2 separate regions of the Danio rerio genome follow, and region 1 is linked to region 2. The links are chromatin contacts, called in public Micro-C maps. All regions are on one chromosome and are shown on one strand. Each heading gives the region's core, a stretch centred on a gene start, on an enhancer-like site or on the middle of the called end of the contact. The rest is flanking DNA. Distances are from core to core; before and after follow the strand shown.

Region 1 (4,580 bases), core at 1,194-3,693, 230 kb before region 2:
ATATTATATTATATTATATTATATTATATTATATTATATTATATTATATTATATTATATTATATTATAAAGGCATATCTATTGTATGTATGTATTATTATGTTGAAGGCTTTATCTGAGCAATCCTCACATTTATTTGGCACAAAATGAGCTCTTCAAATTTCCTTTTGAAAAAGAATTTACACTAAAGGCTTTCGGTTTTGCATTTTCAGACTCGGCAGTCCATAACCAAAGACTACAGAATATAATAATACAATAATAATAGTTCTAAAAGGTCAAATTAGTTAAAACTATTTTAGTGAGAATGAATTAGAACTACACTGCTTGTGCTTGTGTATACTTAGATGCAAGAAACGACTCAAATAAGAACTTTACAGCTGTGTTGTCCTCTCTCATGATGTCATGGAACAATAAATCTATTGTATTTTTTATTCTTTTTGAATATGCAAAATGAAATCTTTTTTTATGATTTTGAACAATATGCAGAATGACAGTACCGTAGACCTTTATCAAATGCCAGGTATAGAAAGAAAATATTTTACCTTTTGAAAATATGTGAATTATGTACAGTGTTCAGCATATGAATATGCCCCATTTTAAAAATGAATGTTTTTATCCATTTCTCAGTGAATATGGGTGATATATACTGGTGCATTTGAACAAAACAGATTTATTAAACCATTATATATTTATACAAATAATATTTTAGTCACAGAACATCTGTAGAAATGGAAAGATAATGCGTTTAAATTCAAGCAAAATATTGCTAAAATAATTACAAACTACATTTCAACAAAATTGAATATATGTTTTTGTTTCTCTTTATTTTTTAGCTATTTTTTAAAATTTCATTTATCAATTTTCCCTAACAAAGGGACTAAGCCAAAAAGAAAATGAATGAATGAATGAATGAATGAATGAATGAATGAATGAATGAATGAATGAATGCATTTTTCCCTAAAATCAAAATTTGGCCTACTAATTTTTGAACCATTATTGTAAGTTATTTTGTTAGGTTAGCTCCATGTTTGGCTTCAGCACTGACTTATGTAATGTAAATGCACAAATATAATATTGTAAAGCATCCTATGGAAAATATTAATTCAAATGAGAGATTTATGGGGGGTTGTACTCATATATGCAGAGCACTGTATAGACATTATTTAGAGACTTGGATTTCATATGTTCTATGTATATTTGTACATATACAGTTGTGTAAACTGTTTATTAAAACCTTTTTGCTCGTAATGTGAACATCCTAAAATAGAATTTTCTAATTTCAAAGAGGAGTTACACCACAAAACAAAACCCAAAAGCATTTTTCCCCCCAGAGATACTTTGTGATACTCACAATACAAATGAGACAGACATTTTTTTTTTAGACGACAGAAGAAGCTGTTTACATCAGTTAAAAAATAAATCGTATTAATGTACCCATTTAAAAGACACCTTTTATTTATTTTAGTCTACACTAAACTCAGGGGCGGATTTAGTGATTTAGGGGATTTTGGTTTTCTTAAAATGAATTTACAAATTAAATATAATTTTTTTTAATTGACTGCTGGACTGTTCCCCTATGGATATTTTATTAGGTAATATTATTACTATTACATACCACTACAATATTATAATAACATTATATTCAATTGTATATTAAATAATATTTAATTACATTAAAATTGTATTTCAAAATACCTTTAACTCTCACCATACAAAATACGGTAGAAAACTACTAGTTTATAGGTGTAAATTACACTTCTAGATATTTATTGGGGGATCCCTGATTTCCTGGGGCTCTAAGCGGGCTCGCTTATTGGTTGAATCAGCTCCTGACTAGATCTCATTTATTGTTGCCTATATGTCTGTTCCAATAAAACTAAAATCATTGCATTAGGACATTACTGCAACTGGATCAAAACACAGAGACTCTTGTTATTTGACTTTGTGGTAATTTGCCAGAATATGTTTAAAAAAAAACATTGAGATCTTGCACAAATCTGAGAAAATAGGTTATTAAATCCCTTCATAAACAAAGCACTCCCAAAATGGATGATGGCTCCAAAAATAATATCATATTCCTTAACTATGAGTGGGATTTCGACTCTTTTATAAGTACTGTTAAATTTAAACATGCTTCTTTTATCACAAAGCCTACAGTATTAGTATTATTACAGTATATACGCCATACTTTATAAAAACAACAAGTAACACAGTCCAAGAAAGATCTGCAATGGCGCTGAAACAAAGAGTTGGCCTAGTCTTGTTACAGATGAATTACACATTCATAATTATAGATACGTACTGATGTTATGCCGTGCAGTGCTGATAAAAAGCAATATAAAAATACATACAAAAATACTCACAGAATCCTTGACTACAACACCCACAAACCAAAGCGTGGCAAGACTTCCGGTTAGTCGGCAGTTATTGAGGAAGTGACTCCTCCGTCAGTGACAGAAACAACATCACGGGACTATCTTTGCACTGAGCAGATTAATAAAATATTACCTGTAACTGATCTGTTCCACACCTGTAATATTAGACAACATGTCTAGGCAGTCAAACAGAGCCACGGACAGCAAGAAGATGGTGAGTGTGTATCGTGTTGTTTCAGTTACTACATAAACCCAAGGCTGCTAGCTAACATGCTATTATTGTCGGATAAATAACCTTCTTATTTGAGCAGTGTTTGTATTATTACATTAAAATAAAGATACTGTTGTGTTGTGTGTGTATATATAAATGTTAGTTATTTTATTGCTCGTGTTCCACAAAGGACACGTCTTTCTGTAATTAATCAGCTCTTTTTGAATTAAAAACGGTGAGGGAATGCATGTAACCCTTTAAAATAATGGTTTTGTGGGATTAAATGAATGATAAATTCGTTGTAGTGAGTGATGTATGCTTTAATGGCATGATGTTTCGTGCATTTTTTTGGTTTATTTTAGCAATAACTATACAGCACAGAGCTGTTATTATTATGCTGCTTTATTCTGTTAAAAAGGTATTTATGTAAGCAAAAAAAAGACGCACGTAGGTTTGTCCAGCTCTGTCATACAAGTTTTTTTATTATAAATGTTTAGGTTTCCTATTATGTAGATGTGTTTGTAACAACTCCATGTTGTGCCATGAGAGGGCGCTTGTGACCACTGTGTGCTCATTGATTCAGATCATCTAAGTATGAACTGAAGTTTCAATGCTACAGTACAGACTGAGTTCTATTGTAGATCTTCTTTATTGAGGATCACAAAAGCTATTATATTTCCTGACCACACTCAAAGATTTGTTCATTTATTCATTGCAGTTATTATATTATACAGTATTACACACATAAAAATGATTTATTCATTCATTCATTTTCTTGTCGGCTTAGTCCCTTTATTAATCCGGGGTTGCCACAGCAGAATGAATCGCCAACCCATCCAGCAAAAAATAAAACTGAATCATGAACCTGAAACAACAATAATATTTTTATTAATATTAATAATAATAATAAATTTAATAACAATAGATTATTTGAGCGTTTTTGTAGAATCGTATTAGGGCTAATCAAAATATGTTTTGACCATCGATATCACAATGTGTCTATGCGCAATAGCCACATTGAAAGATAATACAATAGTAATAAAAATAGATATTAATATATATTTTTTTTTGCTTATTTATACAATGATGACCATGTTATTCCACATTTAATGGTTCAATTTCTGTCCTTGAATACTGTTAGACGGCCAAGAAAACCATAAAGCATTCATTTCTTTATTTTGCTTGTAATTTATTATAATTTACGCAGATGCACTACATAGAAAAAAAAGATCATCCCACTTGATCATAAACTAAGGAAATCTTTTCAAACAGACCTATTCAAATCATCTGGTGATATTATATTCATGTCCCAATTACATCACAGAAAAAAAAAAGATAAAAATCGCAATGTTAGATTTTGTCCATCCCTAAATCATATTTATTTTGTAGCGAGGCAGTGGCGCAGTAGGTAGTGCTGTCGCCTTACGGCAAGAAGGTCGCTGGGTCGCTGATTCGAACCTCAGCTCAGTTGGCGTTTCTGTGTGGAGTTTGCATGTTCTCCCTGCCTTCACGTGGGTTTCCTCCGGGTGTTCCGGTTTCCCCCACAGTCCAAAGACATGCGGTACAGGTGAATTGGGTAGGCTAAATTGTCCATAGTGTATGAGTGTGTGTGGATGTTTCCCAGAGATGGGTTGTGGCTGGAAGGGCATCCGCTGCGTAAAAAACTTGCTGGACAAGTTGGCGGTTCATTGCGCTGTGGTGACCCCGGATTAATAAAGGGACTAAGCCGACAAGAAAATGAATGAATGAATGAATTACAAATGAATTATGTGAATTATGACATACATTTATATATTAAATCATACACAGCATTTATGAGTACACCCCTCACAAATCTGTCATTTGAATTAAAGGGCCATGAAACCCCCGTGTTTCAGCAGGGTGTTTTCACACCTCCACTTTGGAAAAAGTCAGAAAAGTGGGGGTGTCCAGCTCTGTTTAGGGGGGAGTGTCGGAGGAACTAAAGTGGGAGGGTGTGGGAGTGTCTATTTGGGC
Region 2 (4,989 bases), core at 495-2,994:
TAACAGCTGAAGCCCATAAATTAAAAATAATTGCCATATAAAATGTTTATTTTCCCACTATCAGTCAAACTACTTTATGTTATTTTAGTCAAACCATTGTTTATTAAATATGATAGCTTCTTCTTTGGTGGCGTCACGGGGGCATCACATGATCATCTCACATTAAGAAGGTCACTGATTCGAGCCTCAGATGGGCCAGTTGGCATTTCTGTGTGGAGTTTGCTTGTTCTCCTCGTGTTGCCGTAGGTTTCCTCTGGGTGCTCCGGTTTCCGCCACAGTCCAAAGACATGCGGTATATGTGAATTGAATAAGGCAAATTGTGTATGTGTGTGAAAGTGTGTTTGGGTGTTTCCCAGTGTTGGGTTACAACTGGAAGGGCATACGCTGCATAAAACATATGCTGGATAGGTTGTCAGTTCATTCCACTGTGGCGACCCCAGATTAACAAAGGGACTAAACTGAAAAGAAAATGAATTTTTTTTACCTTTATTTTATTAAGGTCAGGTCATTAATCAGTGATGTTGTGTCATTTTGACCAATATATATAACTGTATGTAGATCACTAATTTTTTTACATTTTATTTTCACAAAAGTTATTTTAAACATTAAGCAGACACTTTATTTGCATTTAATATGCTTTTAATGAATATATAGTCACTTTTTAATGTTTAATGTGATGCCAAGTTCAAGATGGCATGAACATTGTTTTTTAATTCTCAGTTTACAAAATAAAGTGAGTGCTATAAACACTAAAGTGATAAAAAAGATGTCACTTGCATTCCTAGTAATCAAAATTACTCAACTAATGTGATTTTAGATGTCTGTGTACATTTTTCTGCTGATTGTTCATAAGGTTTTTGCATGTCTGTGGTTTGCTGACAAAGATTGCTTATCCTTTTTGTCCTCTAGCATCTGGTTACTTTAAAGGAAAGCTTTTGTGCGTCAAAGTATTTGTGTATTTCACTTAAAAAGACACAGCATTTATTTATGGACGTGTCATGTAATGCAGGGACTATTCAATTTTTGTAATGTTTTTGTGTTATACCATAAGTTTAAACATTTGAAGCATTAACTAAAGTGGTGTGTTTAAGTGACATACATGATCATTTTATACTCAAAATATCTGAAGAGGACCCCTCTGTCATTTCAGAAATGTAGGAATTTCTCTTTTTTTCCCTTTAAAAAATAAACAATAATAAATAAATAAATTACTTTTTATGTTTTATGGAGCTTAAATGTATATGGGTGCAACAGGAATTGTCGTGGAATGTTGAAAGTGAGAAAATGAGAAAGTTACAGGCTACTAAATATTTCATGTCTGTTCAAAAAACAACACTGCTGAAAAAATCCCTGAAGAAAAACTGTGTTCTTACTACCATCTAGTGGACGTGGAAAGACATGCTCATCTGGCAGATGTTCTGAAAAAAAGGAGTTTGCTTTAGAAGTGTCTGTCAAATTACACATTGCTTGCCAAGTTGGAACATAAGGAATTTTTTATTTAAAATGTATCAAAATACAGCACACCCACGGGCATGGATAACAAATAAGACTATATAATAGCCGTAAAAAGTCAACTGCTTATGTCATGTGTACTTTGTTCTGTCTTCTGTTCTTTTTTTTACTGCTTCCATTTTCATATGTGTTTAGGAGATTGTCTGTATTAGTCCGCACTGGAAAAGTAAGAATCTATATAATTTCTGTTGGGAGAGATACTGAATGCATAGGGCTGTGTAATAGACCTATTGCACCACTTGAGGGCGCTTTAAAATTACATTACAGCGTTTTGCAGCAGATGAGGATTTGCAAAATGTTTACAGATAAGTGGACAGATGGATATACATTAGCAATACTGAGCCATATTATATATGTGGGATAATTCTGTTAGCTAATTGCACTACATTTAGTATAAAATAAATTCCTCACGTAAGTTTCTTGTCAAACTGTGCTCCAAATGTTTGTTTGTGTTTATGGTTTCTAAAGTGAAAAGCAAATTTGTTAAAACTGACCAGTTGGCTCAATCTCTCTCAGAACTGGCATCTTCTGGACATTTTATTACATCATAGCACTAATTTAAACTATCAAACAGGTTACATGCAAATTTACATTGTTTTTATGTAGTTGTTAACGCAAATTGGTAGTTTTTAATGCAGACATGTATGTCAAATGACACCACTACAGTTCCCTTGCTGAAATTCTGGTGAGGCCAAGTGCTGTTGAGAACTTTGTCCTTGTTGCTTGTTTATGTTTTGTCCATAAACACATTTTCATTGCCCATTGGGCTTTTATTTCATACTGGTGTAGATGTCATTGAGCAGATACTTGAACATGGTTTAGAGTAAAGCATAATGATGAGTGTAGTCTCACCAGCATTTCAGGGTACATTCAACATGCATCTTTAATTCTTAAATCTTTTTTATTAAATATTATAGGATTTTATTTCTGGATGTCAACCATGATCCCTGATTTCTGTTTCTTTTTTATTTTAGATTTTCCACCGATGACGGGCATAACAGGGGAGCCAGGTCCCCAAGGGAAGCCAGGACCAAGGGGACCAGCTGGTCCCCCTGGATTACCTGGAAAACCAGGTATAGGAAAGCCTGGTCTCAATGGTCAGACTGGTCCACAAGGACCTTCAGGATTACCTGGGATTGGTAAACCAGGTCTACCAGGTTTACCAGGAAAAATAGGGCCTAAAGGACTGCCAGGACTTAATGGCGAGGTTGGGCCTCGTGGAGAGCCAGGCCCACGGGGACTTCAAGGTCAACCAGGAGCGCCTGGGCCTGTAGGTATTTCATTGAATGGTAAACCAGGGTTACCTGGCACTAGAGGCCCGCCAGGATCAAGAGGTGAGCCGGGGAGTAAAGGTGCACGTGGTGTTCCAGGTGAACCAGGACTTAAAGGGGAAAATGGCAATGGACACACAGGTCTAACAGGTCCCAGGGGACCCACTGGCCTTCAAGGACCTCCAGGAGCTCCTGGTGTCCCTGGATTGGGTAAACCAGGGATTAATGGCCTGCCTGGGCCATTGGGGCCAAAGGGTGATAAAGGAGCACCAGGAGATCAAGGACCCTCTGGACAAGTTGGTCCTCCGGGACAACAAGGGCCACCAGGAGCACCTGGTTTGGGAAAACCTGGACTTGATGGTATTCCAGGAAACTTGGGCCCAATAGGCCCAAAGGGGGAAGCTGGCCCCAGAGGAACTCCTGGATTTCCAGGACCCCCTGGCTATGGAAAACCAGGACTTGTAGGGCAGAAAGGAGACAGAGGTCCTACTGGATTACAAGGAGTCCCTGGGGATAAAGGAGAACCTGGACTGGAAGGTCTACCAGGAGATTTAGGGCCAACTGGACAGTCTGGGCTTCCAGGTCCACAAGGTTTAATGGGTCTTCCAGGAAAACCTGGGATGCCAGGTCTTAAAGGAGAGAATGGACCACAAGGACCTTCAGGTTTGCCAGGACTTAGAGGAGATCAGGGCCCGAGTGGGCTGGCAGGAAAGCCTGGCCTCCCAGGAGATAAAGGTCTACCTGGTCTTAACGGAGCCACTGGCAAACCTGGACCTAAAGGTGAACCAGGTCACATCGGTCTGCCAGGCAATCCTGGTTTAATTGGAGCACCAGGGCCAAAAGGTGAGAACGGGTTTTCAGGAACCCCTGGACCACGTGGCAATTCAGGGATTCCTGGACTCCCAGGCCCTACTGGTCATATGGGACCTCAAGGCATTCCAGGATTGAAAGGCGAACAAGGACCACCAGGGCCACAAGGAATTGGAAAGCCTGGAGACAAGGGGATGCCTGGTCCACAGGGACCTCCAGGAAAACAAGGCAATCCTGGACTCAGCGGTGTACAGGGCCCCCCGGGTCCACCTGGACCTCCTGGGCCCCCTGGCCCCTCTAACGGTGATTTAAATCAGTTAGCAGTTCAAGGTCCAAATATCGCAGGAGAATCTGTTCCGAAACCAAATGTTGAAAGGCCAAACTTTGGTCATGCCGAGCTCTCTGTCTCCGTGGCTCCTGCTTTTACTGCAATTTTGACAACCCCATTTCCACCATCTGCAATGCCAATCAAATTTGACAGAACTCTTTACAATGGGCAAAATGCTTACAACCCTGCCACAGGCATTTTCACAAGCCCACTGTCTGGAGTCTACTACTTTGCTTATCATGTACACGTAAAGGGAACCAGTCTGTGGGTGGCACTGTATAAAAACAATGTGCCTGCCACATACACCTATGATGAATACAAGAAGGGTTATATGGACCAGGCTTCAGGTAGTGCAGTGCTGGAGCTGAAGGAGAATGACCAGGTTTGGGTGCAAATGCCCTCTGACCAGGCAAATGGGCTCTACTCCACTGAGTACATCCATTCGTCCTTCTCAGGGTTCCTCCTGTGTCCCACATAACGGTCTGTCTGAGCGGAGAATTGCTTGCTCAAGTGCCTTGCAGTAACATCTGTAATAACAGCGACTAGATAATAAGACTTACTGAATGACGGAGAGGCTGAGTTTGAAGAAGAAGATGGAGGATTCATGCTGGGTCTCTGTTTTCATCCTCTCTTTCAAATGTCTGATTTGATCATTGTTTTACTTTCAAGTGTTGTTATTTTCTGCCTATATGATAATTTTATTATAACTGTTATATTATTTTGGTTGATGTTGATATATTGGTGTTATTTTATTGATGTTGTTGTAGTTGTTGTTTATCACGATCAGACTATTAAGTACATGGCAATGTGTAGGTAACCATTTAAAGACTTACCCGTGTGACTGCACACATTGCCAAATGTTCTGACTCCCATTGAGGTCCTTTATATTGACTCTGGGGTTGTATGTTCCCCTGGCTGCAGTCAAATTCACCTATATATTTTTCCCTTATATAAAACAGGCTACTTGAGACATTTCAGATTTTAGAATGCAGACATTCTATACAAGCATTGTTATTGTATTTGTATGTTTAAATACATCCGTAATTTAAAGAATAATCCTCAGCTTCA

What was found. Hi-C and Micro-C count contacts between places; a contact is called where the count stands out from the background.
Region 1: a Micro-C map of caudal fin shows a contact between it and region 2, with 6 times the contacts expected there. The contact joins the promoter of trappc3 here to the enhancer-like site in region 2. A contact is called at or near these places in 2 of 18 Hi-C or Micro-C datasets (caudal fin and an unstated tissue) and 2 of 4 datasets of contacts at active chromatin or transcription factors (caudal fin and embryo).

What each region holds. Positions count from the first base shown.
Region 1 is chr19:38,186,264-38,190,843 of GRCz12tu, reverse strand. It overlaps trappc3 (trafficking protein particle complex subunit 3), which reads left to right and starts at 2,443. Exons shown (of 5, transcript NM_001003601.1): 1 at 2,443-2,588. The coding sequence starts at 2,547.
Region 2 is chr19:37,950,451-37,955,439 of GRCz12tu, reverse strand. It overlaps col8a2 (collagen, type VIII, alpha 2), which reads left to right. Exons shown (of 3, transcript NM_001082901.1): 3 at 2,487-4,977. The coding sequence ends at 4,399. Among named protein-coding and RNA genes, the nearest start is that of ptp4a2b, 6.0 kb to the right of the region's middle. Within about 2 kb of position 1,744, at least 2 of the 62 cell types and tissues checked have an H3K27ac peak or open chromatin away from gene starts, as enhancers often do. A contact at or near this core is called in caudal fin, where this site is marked.